Linked DNA regions of Macaca fascicularis: region 1 is linked to region 2. A link is a contact called in public Hi-C data. All regions are on one chromosome and are shown on one strand. The core of a region is the stretch at or near the end of the contact, and the rest is flanking DNA. Distances in the headings are between cores, read along the strand shown.

What was found. A called contact is a pair of places that touch in the nucleus more often than the background predicts.
Region 1: a contact with region 2 is called in a Hi-C map of skeletal muscle, with 4 times the contacts expected there. The contact joins the enhancer-like site here to the promoter of MTCL1 in region 2. A contact is called at or near these places in 2 of 2 Hi-C or Micro-C datasets (liver and skeletal muscle).

Annotation. Positions count from the first base shown.
Region 1 is chr18:77,393,228-77,398,129 of T2T-MFA8v1.1, reverse strand. No RefSeq gene overlaps it. Among named protein-coding and RNA genes, the nearest start is that of NDUFV2, 94 kb to the left of the region's middle. Within about 2 kb of position 2,354, at least 4 of the 6 cell types and tissues checked have an H3K27ac peak or open chromatin away from gene starts, as enhancers often do.
Region 2 is chr18:77,125,758-77,130,601 of T2T-MFA8v1.1, reverse strand. It overlaps MTCL1 (microtubule crosslinking factor 1), which reads right to left and starts at 2,770. Exons shown (of 13, transcript XR_012427331.1): 1 at 1,613-2,770.

The sequences.
Region 1 (4,902 bases), core at 1,105-3,604, 270 kb before region 2:
TCCGGCCCAGCTGGCCAGCTGGCCACCCTGCCCCGGACACGTGGGCTGCCGCTCAGCCAGCCGGACAGGTGCTCGCTGCCAGGGCCACCTTCCCCGGCAGGGAGGGTCACCGGTGGTGATGACAGGAGCCTGATCTGACCTAAGAGCAGCTTCTCCATGCTGTGCCACATTCCCTTTTGTCACTGACTGGCGTGCATGTCCTTTGGTGACCTCGGGTATTCATGTTTCTCTCTCCTCTTGCCTATACCCCGTGCAGACGTTCAGCCAGTGTGCGCCCCGTGAGAGCAGCGGTGGGTAAGACCCCGGGCTGCTCCATCCTGGTCAGGAGCTGGTGCCCTGAGCTCCCGAGGGCTCCAAGCTGCTGGGCACCTCTCCAGGTGTCTGACAATCTGTCTGACTGGCCTGTGTCCCATGCCCACGGTCATTCTTAGTGTGAATTTTTCTGTCTACACCTGTTATTTCTTTCCTTTCCTTCCACCCACCAATCTTTAATTTCCTATCTAATCACCCCCAAACTCTGCTTTTGGGCACCCCATTAATCCCACGCTCTCCTCACACAATCTCTGGGCCAGGACTCCTTTCTCTCAGAGTCCTGGGCCTCACTCTTCACTTTTCCCATACTGACATGATGGTCTTGCTTTCCTCTGCATGTCCCAGCAGCGACCTGCGAGTGCTCAGTCCCCTGCTGAGGAACCTCATGCAGGATGGTGACGATGACTGAAGGTGGAGAACCCGGGACAGCCTGTCACTTACAACATAGCCACACTCCCAAGAGTCAGCAAGCCTGGCCTGGTGCAGTGACTCATGCCTGTAATTCCAGCACTTTGGGAGACCAAGGTGGGCGGATCACCTGAGGTCAGAAGTTCGAGACCAGTCTGGCCAGCATGGTGAAACCCTGTCTGTACTTAAAAAAATATACAAAAATTAGCTGGGCATGGTCATGGAGGACTGTAATCCCAGCACTTTTACAGTACTGGGCGTGGGTGGGGGACGCTTGTAATCCTCAGCCTCCTAGCACCTGTAATCCTGGGAGACTGAGGCAGGAGAATCACTTGAACCCAGGAGGCTGAGGGTGCAGTAAGCCGAGATCGCACTACTGCACTCCAGCCTGGGCGACAGAGCAAGACTATGTCTCAAAAAAAAAAAAAAAAAAAAAAAAGAAGAAGAGTCAGCAAACCAGTGACATTGTTTTCCTTGATGCCTCTACTCAGCCTGCTCCAGGATGGAGCTGACGGAACTCTTTGCTCCCTGCCTGCTGATCAGTTTCCTCAAAATATGTGAACCAAGACTCACTGTTCCCAGGTGGTCCTGCCTCCAGTCTGGCTGCAGGTCTCTCTTCCCCTCTGCCTCTCTCAGTGGTCAATCCCACGTCTGCCTTTGTTACATAGAGCACCACTGGTTGACCATCCTCCTCCTATGAGAACAGATTAGAATGCAAATAACAATTCCCTGGGCTGTTGTCTGACACCAGGGATCCTTATATACCTTGGGAGATACCACCTCAGAATGACTGAAATAGAACAACAAATTGAAGCTGCTGCAATTTCACAACCTGGATGAATGAATCGAGTAACCACCTCAAGTGAGAATCTGTGTGTGCACACACAACACCGCAAAGGACGATGTCCCTCCTGGAGTTGGAGTCTCTGGTTTAGAGAAAGAGAAAATATAATCTGAATGGCATTAGGAGACAGAAAGGAAGTGCTTGCAGAGCAGAGAGATGACACTTTGGCTGGGGAAATCAAGAGACGCTGGATGAGAGGAGGGTCATGGGCCTGGGGAAGAGACCAATTGGGTTCAAATCCCAGCTTTGCCATGGACCAGCTCCAGGACCTCACTGTGCCTCGGTGCCCTTAACCATACCTACCTCAGAAGATTTCTGTGAGAATTACATGAGAAAACACTCATAAAGCCCCCAGCACACGGCAAGTGTTGATTAAATGGAAGCTGTTGCTTCACAAGTTTCATGGAGACCACATTTGATCTGGATATGGACATGTGCACGGGGAGGGTCCATGGCAGTGTCAGGCACTCCCACAGGAGAGGGCTCTCAAAGGAGTAACAATCCCCTTCTTTTGTGCGGAGAAGCCTTAATGGTACCAATCCTCAGTGATACCAATTTTCAAAAATTTATCTTTAAATGTAATAGGCCTTGGAATCAACTGCTAAAGAAAGCCACTAATTAAAAAAAAAGACAGGGCGCACAGGCGTCCATTGTGGGAAGGACTAAGGACTCTCCAAGTTTCATGGTCTAAAGCTACCCACCTGTAAGTGGGCAAACAACATTCAAGTCTGGATGGACTTGCCCAGAGAGGGCATTTCTCCCCGAGGTGGCTAGGTGGCGATAGAAGCACGCTGAAGCAGCGAGGATGTACCGGTCCCCAGACGGCTCTGCAGCTCTCAGGCTCAGGGTAGCAGGCATCCCCCACCCCCCAACACACAGCCCACCAGCACCCCACACATCCCCACCGCCTTCCTCTCCTCTCATCCTGCCTTTCTGTCTTCAAATATTTCCTGAAAGACTAATATGTCTCAGGCAAACACATGCACTACGATGCAGAAATGTATGAAAAATTCTATGGAAGGCCGGGCGCGGTGGCTCAAGCCTGTAATCCCAGCACTTTGGGAGGCCGAGACGGGCGGATCACGAGGTCAGGAGATCGAGACCATCCTGGCTAATACGGTGAAACCCCGTCTCTACTAAAAAATACAAAAAATTAGCCGGGCAAGTGGCGGCTGCCTGTAGTCCCAGCTACTCGGGAGGCTGAGGCAGGAGAATGGCGTGAACCCGAGAGGAGGAGCTTGCAGTGAGCTGAGATCCGGCCACTGCACTCCAGCCTGGGTGACAGAGCAAGACTCCGTCTCAAAAAAAAAAAAAAAAAAAAAAAAAAAGAAAAGAAAAATTCTATGGAAATACCAAGTTTTATGTTTAATATGAATGTTACGTTGTCATGTTTGAGAAATGCATATCTGTTCAGAAGTCTCATCAAAACCCTAAAAGGTCCCCTCAAAGCTTTTACCTACCTAAACGCTGTTCAACGTTGTTGGGACTACACTTGGTTTAAGAAAACAAAACAAAACAAAACAATTTAACAGTAAGTATGGAAAGAGGACGGCTTTGCCAAAACACAGTCTTGAGTTCAACTCCTGGCTGCAATACCAACAGCAGTGTGACCTCAGACAAGCAATCCGATCTCTCTGAGCCTCAGATTCTACAACTATAAAAGGTGATAGATCATTGCACGTATATGGATATGACATTTAGTAGGTGCCCAACAGACTGGAGATCCTTGCACTGTGCTCTCTAGAGTAGGAAAAGCTCAGCATGTGGCTACCTGCATAGAGAAAAGAGGGAAGTGTCTGAGCCAATGAGTAGAGATACTCACTCTCCAGGCTCACCTGGGGAGAGACTGAGGGACTAAATGCACACAGCTCTGCACGCATCAAACATCGGTTAACTTAAGCACCCCCAGCACTTGAAACTTAGGGGGAGAAGATTAAGGTAGTCTGAGATGTGCTTATTACCAAGCAAGAAGAGTTCACGCCAAGATTTTTCTTGAGTGCTTAATCTGGGTGAGGCCCAAGTCAGGCAAGAGAAGAATTATCACCAACTGAGTGGGAAACTGTCCAGGTGGCGAAGCTTTGTGAGCAATGGTGTGATGCCTGGGCAAAGACAGAGCGGGGGCAGAGAGAAAGGAAATAGAATCGAGTCAGGAGATCTGTTCCCTGGCGTGCATGCCATTATTAGTCAATTTTGTCAGCTGGTTTCTGGGTAATTGATGGCACAGGCTCAGAGTTGACTGACTTGTACCGAGGGGGGACTCCCAGGGGAATCTGGGTCTGGATTGAGCCGCAGTGAATTTGACATGTAGTAAAGTATTAGGAACTGCAGGTGCTCCAGATGACCTCATAAAGGGTTCATTTTGAGATTGTGAAGTTTGCTGTTAGAACAGAGCTGTGATGTGTAAGAAGAAACTTAGACTTGTCTAGAAAGGGCTATTTCTCCCCAAGGTGGGTTCAGGACCTTTGCTTGAGGGAAGGTCCAGTGTCACTATCTGTCCCCCATGGGACTTTAGACAGGTAACTCATGACTTCTAAATCAGGCTAAAGCAGGGCTTGTGGTGGGCAGAGTCCTGGGCCTTCCTCCTGGTATACACCCCCTGGATAACCCCCTCCCCTGAGTGTCATGGGACCTGTGAATATGGTGGGACATCACACCCATGATTATCTTTCATGGTATGGCAAAGGTGAAGGGTTTCTGCCACTAGAGTATCCAATCTGTTGATTCTGAGTTAATGGAGGGGAGGTTATCCTGGGTGAACCTGTCCTAGTTAGGTGAGTCTTTGAAAAGAGGGTCCAGAAGCCAGAGACAAATGAGAGTCAGGAATACTCTCCTGATGGCATTTATTTATTTATTTATTTATTTATTTAGAGATGGGGTCTCACTCTGTTGCCCAGGCTGCTCTCAAACTCCTGATCTCAAACGACGCTTCTGCCTCAGCCTCCCAAAGTGCTGGGACTGAAGAAGCAAGATGCCTTGCTGTGGAGACCACACAGCAGAGAATGATAGGCAGCCGCTAGGAGCTTAGAGCAGCTCCAGCTGACAACCAGCAAGAAAGCAGGAACCTCAGTCCTATACCCATCAGGAACGCTGGCTGCCATTGCAGGGGGGGCAGGTCATCTCTGGAACCAGCCACTAGTGGGCTTGGACGAAGACTTCAGTGAGATGAGATGAGATGAGACGAGACGAGACGAGATGAGACGAGACGAGACGAGACGAGATCACAGCCCAGCTGACACCTTGGTGGTGTCTCAGCCTTGAGAGACTCTGAGCAAGGGACCCAGCTGAGCCATGCTGGACTCCTTGACCCATGAAAACCATGAGATAATAAATGGGTCCTA
Region 2 (4,844 bases), core at 1,521-4,020:
CATTTCATTCATTGCAAAAAAATAAAGCAAATAACCAGTTGCACCAAGGATGAATTTCAAAATAATGGATAGCCTACCTTAAGATCAAAGGTATAATGAGAAACTTCTTTAAAGAAATACAATTTTCCCTTGCATAGCAGTCATTTGGATAAACACCATTCAATCAGAAAGTAAGTCAGGGGTTATGCTAAGAGCCCAGGGTACAGAAACAAGATTATCTTTGTCACCCTCAGGGAGCTTACATTTGTTGGAGATTTACAAAACAGCTGCTTTCATGATGGAGTCACCTGCAACATAGTTGCCTTTGAACTTCACTCCGTTGTCTATTACCTAAGAGTAAGTGACAAAAGCAAACATACTATCTGAGACATCTTGCTGTAAGTCCCAATCTTTATTTTGTCACCTCTCTTTCTCTGCCTCACTGTTACTTCTTGCACAAAGTAAAATAACTACAAGGCTCAGCTGGTTGGAGCAGCTCCATAAGAAATTTAGGCTTGGGACCACCCAGCAGTGTTAACGTGCTCTGATTGTGAACTGCAGACTTCACCGTTCACCTTAAAACCCAGTCCTCAATCCCATTAGCCAAAAACGAGAAAACAGCTCAAATCACATAACCCTCTGAAGACGCAGGGCCACACCCCTGGGTTTGAAGGCTGCTCACTAAGACTTAACAGATACACAGATTTATACCACCGGAGTTGTTTACGAACCTGAAGATTACAATAAATAAAACAGTTGCTACCAGTACAACTCCCCTTATTTTCTCTCAAGTCACCTGGATCGTCCTGACCCCGGGAACCCGGTCTGCAGCGTCAGCCCCCCTCCGTGGAGAAAAGATGGAGCCGGATTAAGCACTCAGTGCTAAGGCCACTGCCGGCAGGCCCTGCCGGAAAATACTCAGAGAGTGCAGCAGGCGCCGCGATTCCTTAGAAAGTGCTGGCGTGGCCTCTCCTGACACAGAAAGCCGGCTCCTGGATGCTTACAAAGGACTGGCCGGCGCAACACTGTTGCTCCTCAACCCGGGCCACACTCCAAGGACCACTACTGAGCTTCAGCTTGGTCACCGAAAACGGCGCGGCCCCCTCCACCCGGGATGTCGGAGCCCAGGAGACCCCGAGGGCCCCCAGCTCTTTCTGTTATTGCAGAAGCGGCGGGCGGGTCCGCAGCCGGGGCCCCCCAGTGGCATTGTCCTGAACCGCCACGCCTGCACGTGGCCCGGCTAGAGCTCCCTGGCGAAGGATCACCTGTTCCCACAAGTGAGGCTGACACGTTCTGAGCGGGGACGGGGGTGTCGGCTGATGTCCCCAAAACGATTACAGCCTCCTAGGCCCCAACAGATCAACAAAAGTAAAAGTAGCAGCGAAGAGAGGCAAGAGTTCTAGACGCGAGAACAGCGAAGTGGGTTGCGAACTGGCGGAGACCCCCAGGTCTTGCTGCTCCTTCCAGAAGTTTAGGCTTAAGTTCCCAATGCCTGACAATGCGGGGGCAGGACCGTGGAGGGCAGGAGGGAGAAGGCGCTGGACAGGCCCAGGAAGGCGGGGTTGGCGGGTCCCCGCCGCAGCCAGGCCCTCCGGGGGCGCCCCGGGACACCTGCGGCCGAGGCGCGGCTCACCTTGAGATAGTCGTTCTCCGAGCGCAGCTCCTCCATCTCCCGCAGCAGCTCCTCTTCCTCCGCCGCTGGCACGAGCCGAGGCTGCTCGCCCAGGCTGGGCTCCTTGGGGGTCCCGGGGACTGGTCGCTCCGGCGGTGCGCGACCCCGGGCATCCTCCCCCGCGCCGGGCCCCGCGAAACCCCCGGAAACCCCGCCCGGGATGCTCCGGCCCCCGGGACAGGAGCCCGCGGCGAGGGGCGCGGCGAGGAGCGCTGGGGGCTCGGGGCTGCCCGGCGGCGCTCCTCGGGCTGCGGGGCTCGGCGTCGGCGCTCCTCGGGGGGGTTCTCGGTCGCTGGAGCCCGTGCCAGATTCGGCGTCGCTGCTGGCGGCAGGGAGCAGGCGCTGCTCGTCGGACAGGGGTTCGGAGGGGCAGTCGGAGAGGTCGGAGCTGCTGTCCGTGTGGCTGATGCGCGAGCAGCGGACCGGAGACCCGGCCACCGAGGTCACCGCGAGGGTCACGGCAGGGATCCGGGCGGCCGGGGTCGGGGGAACGATGGTGCGGGCGGGTGGCGCCCGGGAGCCGCGCTTGGCTTTGCGGCCCTTGGCAGCGGCGGGCGGCGGCTCGGCTCCGGGAGGCTTCCCAGCCCGGGACAGCGGCTCCGCGGGCGCCACGCGCGCCGCCCTCCTGCTTCCCAGGGCAGCCTTGGCACCGCCCGCCGCTCTGGCCCCGGCGCCCGGCGGGGGCTTGTCCTTCGCGCCCGGGACGCCGCCGCTGCGCCGGGAGAGGCGGCCGGGCGCGGCCAGGGACCCCGGCGAGGGCGGCGCCTTGCCCGCGAGGTTGGGCGAGCGCGGGGCGGCGGACGCCGGGGCTCGGCCCGAGGAGGGGACGGCCGGGCCGGGCGCGGCGGGCCGGGCGTGCAGGTCCTTAAGGAAGGGTCTGGCGGGCGAGGGCGCTCGGTGCAGCCGCCGCCTGTCGGCCACCGGGTGGAGGTGGTGGTGGCGGTGGTGCTGGCCGGGCGGCTGCAGCTTCGCGTCCGGGGCGCCTCCGCCCGCGGGGCCGTTCAGCGTCTCCATGGCGGGGTCCGCGGGCAGCAGCTCAGGCGGCAGACGCTCCGGGCGGCGACGGCTGCGGCGGCGGCGGCGGCGGCGTGCAGCCTCCCCGCGCACTCGCTCATCACTGTCCCAGCCCCGCCCGGGCTGCGCCCCGCGCTCCCGCCGTTCCCCGCCCCCCGCACCCCGGCCCCAAGGATTCCCGCGGGGTTCGCCGCCGCCGCGCTCGCCCCTCGCTGATGTCACCGTGGATCGAGTTCTCCCGGCTCAGCAGCGCGGCGGCTCCTGGCCGCTCGCATCCCCGGACCCCGCGCTCCGGGTTCGCGGTCACCGGTGCCGCGGCGGCGCTGGCGGCGCGCGCCCGGCTCCCGCGTCCCGCTCCCCGCCCACCGCCGGCCCGCTACGGCCCGCGCCCGCCCCCGCCGCTCCCGGCTGAGAGAAGCCGCACGCGCGCGCCCCGCCGCCCCGCGCCCTCGCCCGCTGCCCGTGCGCATGCCCCGCCTCCAGCCAGCCGGCGCCGCGCGGGGGAGGGGCGAGGGAAGGGGCGGGGCTTGCGCTTCCCGGGGGGCGGGCGCCCGGCAGGGACGGGGCGGGGCCTGCGCGCCCTTGGGAGCAGGCGCAGGCTGGGTCCACGCGCCCTCGCCGCCCGGGACCTCCTTGCTTTTTGAGGCCCTAGAGACGCTGCCAGGAGCTAGGGAGGAAGGGAAGAGGCGGAGGCGAAGTGGGGGCAAGGGGCGGCACCGGCCACTTGGGGAAGGCATGCGCGGCGGCTGACAACGCCCCCCTCGTGCCCCTCCATCCGCCGCCCGCTTCCCCGAGGCCCGTCCCCTCCCCCGCGTCCTGTCTAAGCTGTGCCCCTGGTCCCCGAGCTCCTTTAAGGATCGCTGGTACCAGACACAGCTCTCGCGTCAAAATGGCACGGCGGGCGCTCCACAGTTGGCACCCCTGTGGCCTCGGGAGTTCAGAAGAGGAGGAGCTGCTGCCCAAACAGGAGAAGCCTTTGCCAAGCTGGGGTCAGAAAGGGAACTCGCATTTATAGTTCCGGCTGCGAGCCAGGCCTGCTGGCCACTTACTGGGCATTGTTTTATTTAAACCTCACCACAGTCCCGGATTGGAATTGCTGTCTTCGGTAAAGACTAGGGCACCGGCGCAGGGAGGTGAAGTCACTTGCCTGCGATGCCTCACCCAGTCCCTGGATGAGCGGGCTTAAACTCAGGTCCTCAGGATTCCGAGTCCTGCAGGCTCTCCGCTTAGACAGCCCGGAGCCCGGGCACCGGTTCTACCTCTTGAAGGCACTAGACCTTTCTGAGCCCCAGTTCCCTCGCCTGCATCATTAAAACGTACTGCCACCTGAGTGTGTGTGAAGATTGAGCAAATACCAGAACACACCGTGCAAACTGTAAAGTGCAGTTCACATCCCATTGGGTGCAGTTTATGTCCCAGGCGTTGGATGTTGGCCAGTGTCCATAGGAATAAGGGCCAGCCTCTCCTCTAGCCCTGGCGTTGCAGGAGACAGAGGGTCAGGTAATAATTACAAGGTGGAGGGCGGGAGCGTAACCCCGCCTGGGAAGGCTTGCATTTTCCTGGAAGGACGGGTTGGTCTCGCAGCTGAGGGCCCAGGACACAGTAGAGCCTGCAGAGACCAGGGCCCCTAGGCGGGGAGGCAGGTGGGTTAGGGATTAGAGGGGAGACTGGAGGGTGTGTGGCACCGAATATCCTACCAAGGCCGTTGGGCATTAAACTAGAGGCGGTAGCCAGGGCAATTCTGAGCAAGATGATCTGATGTGCTCAGAAAGACCCCGGGGGCACCAGCCTGGAGGAGAGGGAGGTGGGCCATGGGAGCTGCGAGTGGCTGTGGCAGTATGCGCGGTGAGGGGGCCGAGGGAGCAGGGACAGAAAAGTGGGGGGGGGGGGGGGCGACTCACAAAAATAAAGAAAAAATCGACTCCAAAGTCTGTGATCTTAACCACAGATTTACCCTACTTAGCCATCTCCTTCAAAAAATGCAGGATGAACCCTTTTTTTGTAATCCTGTAAGTCAGGAGAGCCCTGCCCCGAAGTCGTCCTGCCTGGCCCTGGCTGAGCTCTGGGGACACTGAGACCTCGCCTGCTCCGCTGCTGTTGTGCTCTTTGTGAGTCGTTTTTCTGGGAATGCCTCTGAATGTGAGACGGCACGCACGAAACCCAATCTCCACGAAATCCA